Regions from separate parts of the Mus musculus genome. Here all the other regions are linked to region 3. A link is a contact called in public promoter capture Hi-C data. All regions are on one chromosome and are shown on one strand. The core of a region is the stretch at or near the end of the contact, and the rest is flanking DNA. Distances in the headings are between cores, read along the strand shown.

Region 1 (2,700 bases), core at 67-2,566, 190 kb before region 3:
GACCCTACAGAGCCCAGACTGTGATGGACCTCCAACTCTTAGCAGGTGAATTCAGGCATCCAGAATCTCCACAGTCCTCTTCCCACAAAAGACCCACCCTGCACTTCAAGGGATAAATATTTCCATTTGGCTCAACCAGGGGAAGTGTGTGATATAAAGAAGGGGCCCAGAGCTTGCTGGAGGGCAAGTCCATCAAACTTTCCCAGAGCTAAGCAACTTCCTGCACTAAACACACAGTCTGAGAGGCTGGCCCCACAGTTCTCACCTTGGGCAAGTGTTTCATAACACACATCACCACTGGTTGTAGGGATGGCATCTTGACCAAAGAAAAGCTCTTTTCCAGAAGGTCTTCCAGCTTCTTGTACCTGCACAGATTTGCACAGCTGAGGAAGTGTGTCTCCACATGCAGAACATACAGAGAAGAGGAATCCCTCAAACACATTCCATTCCAGGTTGTATCTACAGGTAGGGCTGTGCAGCCATGGAGACCATCAATGCTACTCACAAAGATAAGCAGCTTCCTGGTAGAGACCCACCTCTCCTCTGCCTTTCCCTCAGAGGCAATTGCTGACACTCGTTCCAGAAGTTTGTCACGTAGTTCATCAAACACTGACTGATGGAACTCCAGCCGCGGTGTCCCGTGTAGATCCAAGAAGGGCAGGGCCGACTGCAGGGAAGGCAGCAACACGCCATTCTCTGTCTGGAGAAGCAGAGGGTAAACGCGTACGCATTTTGCTTGGCCGCAGCCAAGTCAGCACGGACACCACGGATGCCGAGTACTAGGGTCCGCCATAGTAACAGCGGAAAAGGGAAAACACTCAGTTACTCAGCGGGTCCCTAGCGCAGAACCTTTAGCGCCTCCATCCAAGCGTCGGGAGCGCGCCGAATTGTGTCCAGCTTCCCTAGCTGCCCCGGCCCCTTCTGCCCACCTGAAATTGTTCAATGGCCTTGAGAGGCTCGGTGCAGTTGGTCAGGGTCTCTTTCAGGTCCTCGCCATTGGCCACGCCCAGGTCCTGGAGCCCCGCGAACATGGCGGAGGCTCCGGCGGACGCTCGGCTGTGTACCCCATCCCCACCGCGCTCCGCTGGAGCCGTAGCGGACCCTGACGGAGCCCCAGAAGCCCTCTCCACGGTGCCACGAGGACCCCCCAAGCCCCGTTCGCCCGCCGCCTCCAGTGTGGCCAGATCGCGTCAGCAGAGCAGCTCGCACGGACCCACACCTCCCACTTCCGCCCTTGACTGCCTAGGTCCAGCAGCCAATAGGCCCCGGGAAAACGCCTCCGCCGCCCGCAGGTTCCGAGCAGCGACTTGCTACCCAGTGAGAGGTCGTGAGAACGTGCTCAAGGGGCGGGGTCGAGATGTGAAGTTACCCCATCTCCGGAGGCCTTAGCCACTCTAGCCCGCGCTCTTGTCAGTACGATGAAAATTTCAGCTTTTCAGTTCGACTGCTCTCTGGGAACCAGAACCTACGACAGTTTCAGGGGATCTGATGCCCTCTTCTGACCTCCACAAGCACCATGGGGTATACAGACATACATGCATTTATATGCATAAATGAAGTCACTTTTTAAGTGAGTTCTGGTTTGGGCTTAGTAGTACAATTTTTTTCCCCCTTGAGACATGGACACTTTAGACTTGGTTGTCTCAAACTCAGACCCTCTGCTTCCTGACTGCTGGGGTTAAAGGCTTGTGCTGTCACACTTGGCAATGATGCATATCTTTAATCCTAGCACTTGGGAGGTAGAACCAGGAGACTCTCTGTTAGTTCAGGACTAGCCTGGTTTACACAGTAACTTCCAAGACAGCCAGGGCCTGTCTGGGGAGGATGGAAAGAAAGAAAGAAATCAGCTCTGAGAGCTAGGAAAATAATAGCTCAGCAGTTAAGAACGTTTTCTGCTTATTGCAGGGGGCCTGGGTTCAGTTCCAGCACCTACATAGCAGCTCTGTAACGTCACTTCCAAGGAATCTAATGTCTTCTGGGTACTAAGCACACATACACATACATACAAGCAAACAAAACACCATACACATAAAATACATTTTAAAAACGTTCTTTAGTGAGATCTGTGTCTGGGTGTGGAAGAAAGTATGGAGAGAGCTCTGGAGAAATTGCTATTACTAGCTGCAGGGCAAGGCTCCTGAAGGGGGCTACTTCTAAGTAGGAAGGCAGATCAACAGTGCTGAGGGAACCATCATTGGGCAGGGGCTAGGGTGGGAAGGCTTTGGGCGTGGGTTCTCAGAACACAAGTTACCAAACCCAGTTGACTCTTCAGGTCAAGGCTCCAGGGGAGTAGGGCCAGTGTCTGGTGAGCTGATTCCCTGGGTCCTACCTCAGTGGGCTAGGCAAGGCTGTCTGCAGACAGGTGTCTGCACCCCAGGTTCTGACTTCCCATCCCATCCCAATAGTTCCTCAGCCCAGCAAGCATCCCTGATCCTCAGGTAGATGCTGGACCTTAGGTGAGTGGATTAGATTGTCCCACATTGCCTTTTCCTATTCTATCCTAGGTCAGAAAGCTTAGGGTTAGTTCCCAGACTGCCATTTCAATCCTGAAGAAAAGAACACCACGCAGGAACAGAGAAAGCCAGAAATACCAGGGAAGCAGAAAGCCACATATTCAAGACAGCCCATTGGGCAAAGGATGGGCAACCAGGCACACCAGAGACCACAGTTCAGAAGAATCATTTGCATCTTGGTATAGTG
Region 2 (2,700 bases), core at 59-2,558, 170 kb after region 3:
CAGAGACCTGACTTAGTCCGGGGGGTGGGGGGTGGGGCAGAGCTTCAGTAGCCATCGTCAGCCCAGGTGACCTCATAGTCAGGATACTTGGCTTTGATCTTCTCAGTTGAAACAGAGTGCTGGGCACGACCGTAACCCTAGAGAAAGGATGACCGCCAGTTTGCTAGTTTTTTGCTTTGGGAGCCCACCCAGAAGCCGCAGCAATAGCAGCCCTGGGGAAAGTTAGCAGATCCTACCATCCTAATCATACTGGGATCATGATGAGGACTGAAGAGCTCTTCAGGTGATGCCTGAGGGTCTAAGGTGGACTTTATGAAAAAGGATCAACATAGAACTGTGAATTTGACCCCAGTACTGGTGGCTCCAAGGGCCCCTAGAGAGTCAGGACACAGACCCATCAGGATCTGGAGCAAGTCGGGGATGTAGCCCAAGGTGTCATTTGGAAAACGTGGGGAAAGGAAAACCCATTCAGCCCTTAAGTAAGGGTTCTGTAGCTCCAACTTTCAGAGTCCCAAAGGTGGCCTGAATGGTGGTGTGAGGGGTGGGGTGGGGTGGGGTGGGGGTGGGGTCAGGCTCACAAAGGTGAGCTTTGCAGTCTGGCTGAGACCTGGGGACTGGAGCTCACCATAGAGTAGCCATACACGTGTATCTTCCTGTCCTGGCTCTGATGGGAGATGCGCCCGCCGCCTAGGCACTCACAGTCATAGCCATTCCTTTGCAGCTCGCCTGACACTTTGTCATAGATGTCCGCTGGGGTGGGGAGAGTGGCCTCAGGATATGCCCTAGCCGCCCTTGTTGGCCCCACACTGAACTCTAGGGCTGGATATGGGGTCAGAAGCTCCAGCTCTTGGTGGTCTTTTTCCCAGAGAAGATGAGCCCTTCCCCCGCTGGCAAAAAGATGAACGGGAGGAAGAAGACACTTTCGAAGTGAGAGACGGGATTAAGAAGATCCCAGTCATGGCACTCCTTTCTGCCCAAATCCCGACGTTTCTAGGTCAGCCTAGCTATGTGTTAGTACAAGTCATGATATATTAGCAGTCACTACTCCGCTACCAGCAACTGTAAGGCCCCGCCCCTAACCTTCGTCCCGCCTCCAAGGGCACAGAGGCCCCGCCCTCACCGTGGTACTCAGCCCATTTGTAGCCACGCACGATTTCCTTGCACTCCTTCGCCGGATCCCCAGAAGGCTCTGCTAAGTGGACTCGAATCAGCACATACTTGAAGACGCCATCCGAATCAATGTCTACATCAGGAATCTGACCGAGGTCCGCCGCCATGTTCCCCGAAGCGCTCGATCTCTGGGCCCCACAGCCCCTTACCAAACCCGACCCAGGCCTATGCGTAGGGAGGCGGGCCCTTTGGCAGCCACGGCCAATCCCGTGAGGGAATGCTTACCTAGCCCAGAGCCTCAGCCAGTTGTACCTCCAATCTGAGGCACGGACTGGCCAATTGCAACCCAGTTCTTTGCAGCTTTGGGATCGGGCTCATGAGTCCCAGTTAAAGGAGCCGAGGCATAGGTTAACCCGTGGTGCTGTAAATCAACCCGCTGCAGGGCAGCAAAAGGATGCAAGGACGCACTCCGGTTCCACTCCTGGGTCCTAAGGCTTCAATCCGTAAACCATAAATCCGAAGTCCTCTCTTCCCCAACACCTGTAAACCGGAGGATCTCTCTCCGGTCTCTCCAAATTCAAGTACTCCCCTGCATACTCCACTTCACACCCTCGGGCCTCCCCTTCCACAATACTCCGGTTGCGGGTTGTTAAGCTCCTACTCCCGGAAGCTTTGACGCAATGCTCCCCCCCCCCCCCCCCCCCCCGGCCACGACGACGACCACCACCACCACCACTACCGAGTTATTAGCAGCAGCTACATTCAAGTTCTATTTTACTTGGTTCGAAAGCACTTGCCCTTCTCGTCAGAGGCGTTCTTGCCAGTCTGCCGCAGGAGGGACTGTGGAGCCCCTGGGGAGGGCGGCAGGCGGCGGGGCAGCAAGTGTTGCAAGAGCGGCATCCGGGCATGTGCTAAGACAGGGGCCAAGGAGAGAGAGCTGGAGTGTCCCGGGGACATCCAGTCGAGGGTAGCTGGCGCGTGTGCACACCCTCGTGCATAGGTGTGTGTCCCAGGTTCTTGCAATTGAACTTTCAGAGCTCCTAAGGGCTTGGGGCTTCTTCTTCTCCCAAGATTCTTGGAGAATCTGGTCGCAAGCCCTCTCTGGGTCACACCCTCCACAAAGTCCTGGGCTCAGATCCAGGTACGGGGTCAGGCAAGGGGCTTAGGGAAGCCTAGACCTCTCCACAACACGTCAGGCTTTGGCTTCTCTCTCAGCTTGGAGTGCAGCCAGGGCACTTTTGCACACAGGATTGGATTCGGGGCAGGCCTCGGCACCGACTCCTTAACCGTACCCACACTTGGTGGCTCACTACTAAGCACCTTTCCTAGTCCAGTTCCTAATTAGGGACAGCCCTGTTCCTTACTCATTCCCAAGTCATTCCGTGGTAGGAGCTGCTCTCAGTAGGGTTGTCTGCTAATTCGTCAGCACACGCTTCCCACCTCTCCATCTTCTCTGGAAGGCAGATTTTTAAGGCCATCTTGTTGGGTAGGTGTTGGGAGCTCAAATCCTTACCCAGATCTTAACTCTGGTTGGGTCGCCGCCCACACTGCTTCCCCTGCTCAGGCTTCCATCTGGCAGGGTGGATTGTA
Region 3 (2,700 bases), core at 89-2,588:
AGGCAGGCAGATTTCTGAGTTCGAGGCCAGCCTGGTCTACAAAGTGAGTTCCAGGACAGCCAGTGCTATACAGAGGAACCCTGTCTCGGGAAAAAAAAAAAGCGTGGACTTCTCCCTTGCTTCTTTTATGGAAAATTAGCTCAGACTATTTCTGTTCAGTCAATGCCTCTTGAGGGCTGGGTTGGGATGGTAGCCGCTAGTGAGCGCATGCGCGCACGCACGCGCGCGCACAGAGAGAGAGAGAGAGAGAGAGAGAGAGAGAGAGAGAGAGAGAGAGAGAATCATTTGATAAATGTATAAACCTGCACTGACAGCCTCCTCTTTAAGTTTGTGAGCCTGAAGGACGGGAAGAAGTGGAGGGCTGAGGAACTCAACCTTGTTCTTTTCTCTGTGTGTGGTGTTTGTGTTTTTTGCATGTGACAAGGGTCTCTGTGTAACCTTGGCTGTTGTCCTGGAACTTACTTTGTAGACCTGGCTGGCCTTGAACTTACAGAGATCTGCTTGCTTCTGCCTCCGAGTGCACCACCATCGTCCAGGCCTGTTTTTCATTCTTAAGATAGGGTCTCATTATATATTCATGACTGTCCTGGAACTCGATATGTAGACTAGGCTGGTCTCAGCATCTTGAGAGATGGGATTAAAGGCAGGAACCACCACACTGATCTTCAACATTGCCTTCATGACTCAACCAGGGGGAGGTCTCTGGCGGGGGTGGAGTGTGCTCAAAGGGGACTGCACATGAATGGTGATCACCAGGCACCATGCATGTTCCATGTTGTGTGACTCAAGGGAGCTGAAAGCCATTACCTGGGATCATGACCACCTTGGACAGCTCCCAGACAACTGTCAACTACGTCAAGTTACTCTCGCCCCCTGGTGGTACCATTCGGGAGCGAGTCTGGCTTGATCTTGTGAGCCTCTTGTATGCTTTTCTTCCTGGTTTTAGAAAGCCCGGGCACGTCTCTGAGTACACCTGTATATCTCTATACACCTCTTTATCCTTTGTGGGATACATTTTGCAAACCTGCAACAGTCAGCCTAGTCTACATAGCCAGGATTTGTCCCTGGTGTTCCCCTAGTCTAAGGTCCTCCATTCTAACAGGGTGAGTGGTGAGGGTTTGGCAGTCGGACCACTAAGAAGAAGGCGTGCATCCTGGGACGCCCACCGTTAGTCAATTCCAAGTCAGATTCTTGGGTAATGAATGAGGAGGCATTCTGCTGTAGAGGCTAGAGGGCCCGAAGCACTCAGACGCCTGACAAAAGGGGACCCCCCAACAGGATGCAGAGGGAGGGGGCTCAGACTAGAGGAGATGTCCCGCCCCCGCAGGTGGAGCGCGCAGGCGCACTCCCGACACTTTTCTCTGGCCGCCGCGCCTCCATCCCATCCCGGATCCATTGCCGCAACGTCAGCGCCACCGCCTCCTCTTTTCCTCTTCCTCCTCCGCCCCTCTCGCTTCCCGGCTTCTCCAGTCGCAGTTCCCGGAGTGGGTACCGAGCCCGGGGCCGTGGGGTGCCATGCTGCCCGGGTAGCGGCGCTGAAGCATGGCGACGCCCGTCCCTCCGCCTTCCCCGCGGCACCTGCGGCTGCTACGGCTGCTGCTCTCCGGCCTCATCCTGGGAGCGGCCCTGAATGGTGCCACCGCCCGCCGCCCGGGTGAGCGAGCGCTCTGGGCGCAGGCTGTTGGGTGCTCCGGGGCTGGGATTGCGGGGCGGAGAATCCTGCCCCCGGCGCCGCCCTGGTTTTCCCTGCCACCGCCCCGGCCTTACCCAGGCCCACAGGCCAGGCAGGCCCGGTCCGCTGGGCATGGATTGGGTAAACAGGTCAGGCCCGTTGAAGGCCATGCTAGATGAATCTTCTCTCAGGTCCTTGGAGGCGAATGTAGATTTCACGCGCTTTGGGTCTTTGTCTCTGGGTCCCTGAATCAGTCTGGTGTGTGTCTTTGGGTCTGCAGCCATCTGGTTTCTGGTGGCCCATAAGTGGGATCCTGTGTCTTTGTTTGTGTGTCTCTGGGGCTTCCCGTTGGCAGGGTTGTTCTTGGGGTCTGTGGGCCTTGCATGTCAGCCCTGTCGTTCGTTCGTGTGTGTGTGTGTGTGTGTGTGTGTGTGTGTGTGTGTGTGTGTGTGTGTAGAGGGGTTCCCATGGAAGGTCTTAAGGGTTCCAGGTCTAGGGTCTTGTTCCAACTTAGTGGGGTCAAGCTGCCCCATCCCCTGCCCTGAAGGACATGCACCACTGTCCTCTGGTCTGAGGTCTGTGTAGTGACTGTTTAGAAGAGTGTGACTCCCTGACTGGGAGAACATTTTCTCTTTTTTTTCGAGATGGTTTCTCTGTATAGCCTGGCTGTCCTGATCTCACTCTGTAGACCAGGCTGGCCTCAATGCCTGCCTCTGCCTCCCAAGTGCTGGGATTAAAGGCATTCACCACTACTGCCTGGCTCTGGGAGAACATTCTTGACAGATGGGTCCTGAAGCCACAGGATCCAAATTGTATCTCCCCGAGGGGAGTGAAGTGGGAGAGGTTGCCCATATGTTCACTGAGTTCTTCTGGAACTATGTGTGGGAGCTGCTTTGAGCCCAGCTTACAGATGAGGAAGCTGAGGGCATGGAGAGGTGACTGGTACGTGGACTCTAACAAGATCGGTCTGGATATGGGACCTTAAGAGCTGGGCAAGCAACCCAGGAACTGGACTGAAGGTTGGCATG

Evidence for each region. Capture Hi-C pulls out chosen DNA fragments and counts their contacts.
Region 1: a contact with region 3 is called in a promoter capture Hi-C map of adipose tissue. The contact joins the promoter of Nelfb here to the promoter of Npdc1 in region 3. A contact is called at or near these places in 3 of 39 promoter capture datasets (the SN4741 cell line, liver and neural stem cells), 1 of 15 datasets of contacts at CTCF or cohesin (the NIH/3T3 cell line), 4 of 484 Hi-C or Micro-C datasets (cerebellum, forebrain and uterus), 12 of 115 datasets of contacts at active chromatin or transcription factors (craniofacial prominence, embryonic basal ganglia, embryonic forebrain and 6 more) and 3 of 9 other capture datasets (adipose tissue, liver and pancreatic islet).
Region 2: a contact with region 3 is called in a promoter capture Hi-C map of adipose tissue. The contact joins the promoter of Phpt1 here to the promoter of Npdc1 in region 3. A contact is called at or near these places in 1 of 39 promoter capture datasets (neural stem cells), 2 of 15 datasets of contacts at CTCF or cohesin (CD8 T cells and embryonic stem cells), 3 of 484 Hi-C or Micro-C datasets (Th1 cells, forebrain and nephron progenitors), 6 of 115 datasets of contacts at active chromatin or transcription factors (bone marrow-derived macrophages, embryonic stem cells and neural tube) and 4 of 9 other capture datasets (adipose tissue, liver, macrophages and 1 more).

The regions. Positions count from the first base shown.
Region 1 is chr2:25,210,173-25,212,872 of GRCm38.p6, forward strand. It overlaps Nelfb (negative elongation factor complex member B), which reads right to left and starts at 1,317. Exons shown (of 13, transcript NM_021393.3): 1 at 930-1,317; 2 at 537-700; 3 at 266-365. The coding sequence starts at 1,175. Stpg3 (sperm tail PG rich repeat containing 3) reads right to left here. Exons shown (of 6, transcript NM_028961.1): 6 at 2,387-2,700.
Region 2 is chr2:25,573,563-25,576,262 of GRCm38.p6, forward strand. It overlaps Phpt1 (phosphohistidine phosphatase 1), which reads right to left and starts at 1,309. Exons shown (of 3, transcript NM_029293.2): 1 at 1,121-1,309; 2 at 626-750; 3 at 1-137. The coding sequence starts at 1,277. The coding sequence ends at 45. It overlaps Ajm1 (apical junction component 1), which reads right to left. Exons shown (of 1, transcript NM_001005424.2): 1 at 1,854-2,700.
Region 3 is chr2:25,401,712-25,404,411 of GRCm38.p6, forward strand. Npdc1 (neural proliferation, differentiation and control 1) reads left to right here and starts at 1,339. Exons shown (of 9, transcript NM_008721.4): 1 at 1,339-1,654. The coding sequence starts at 1,543.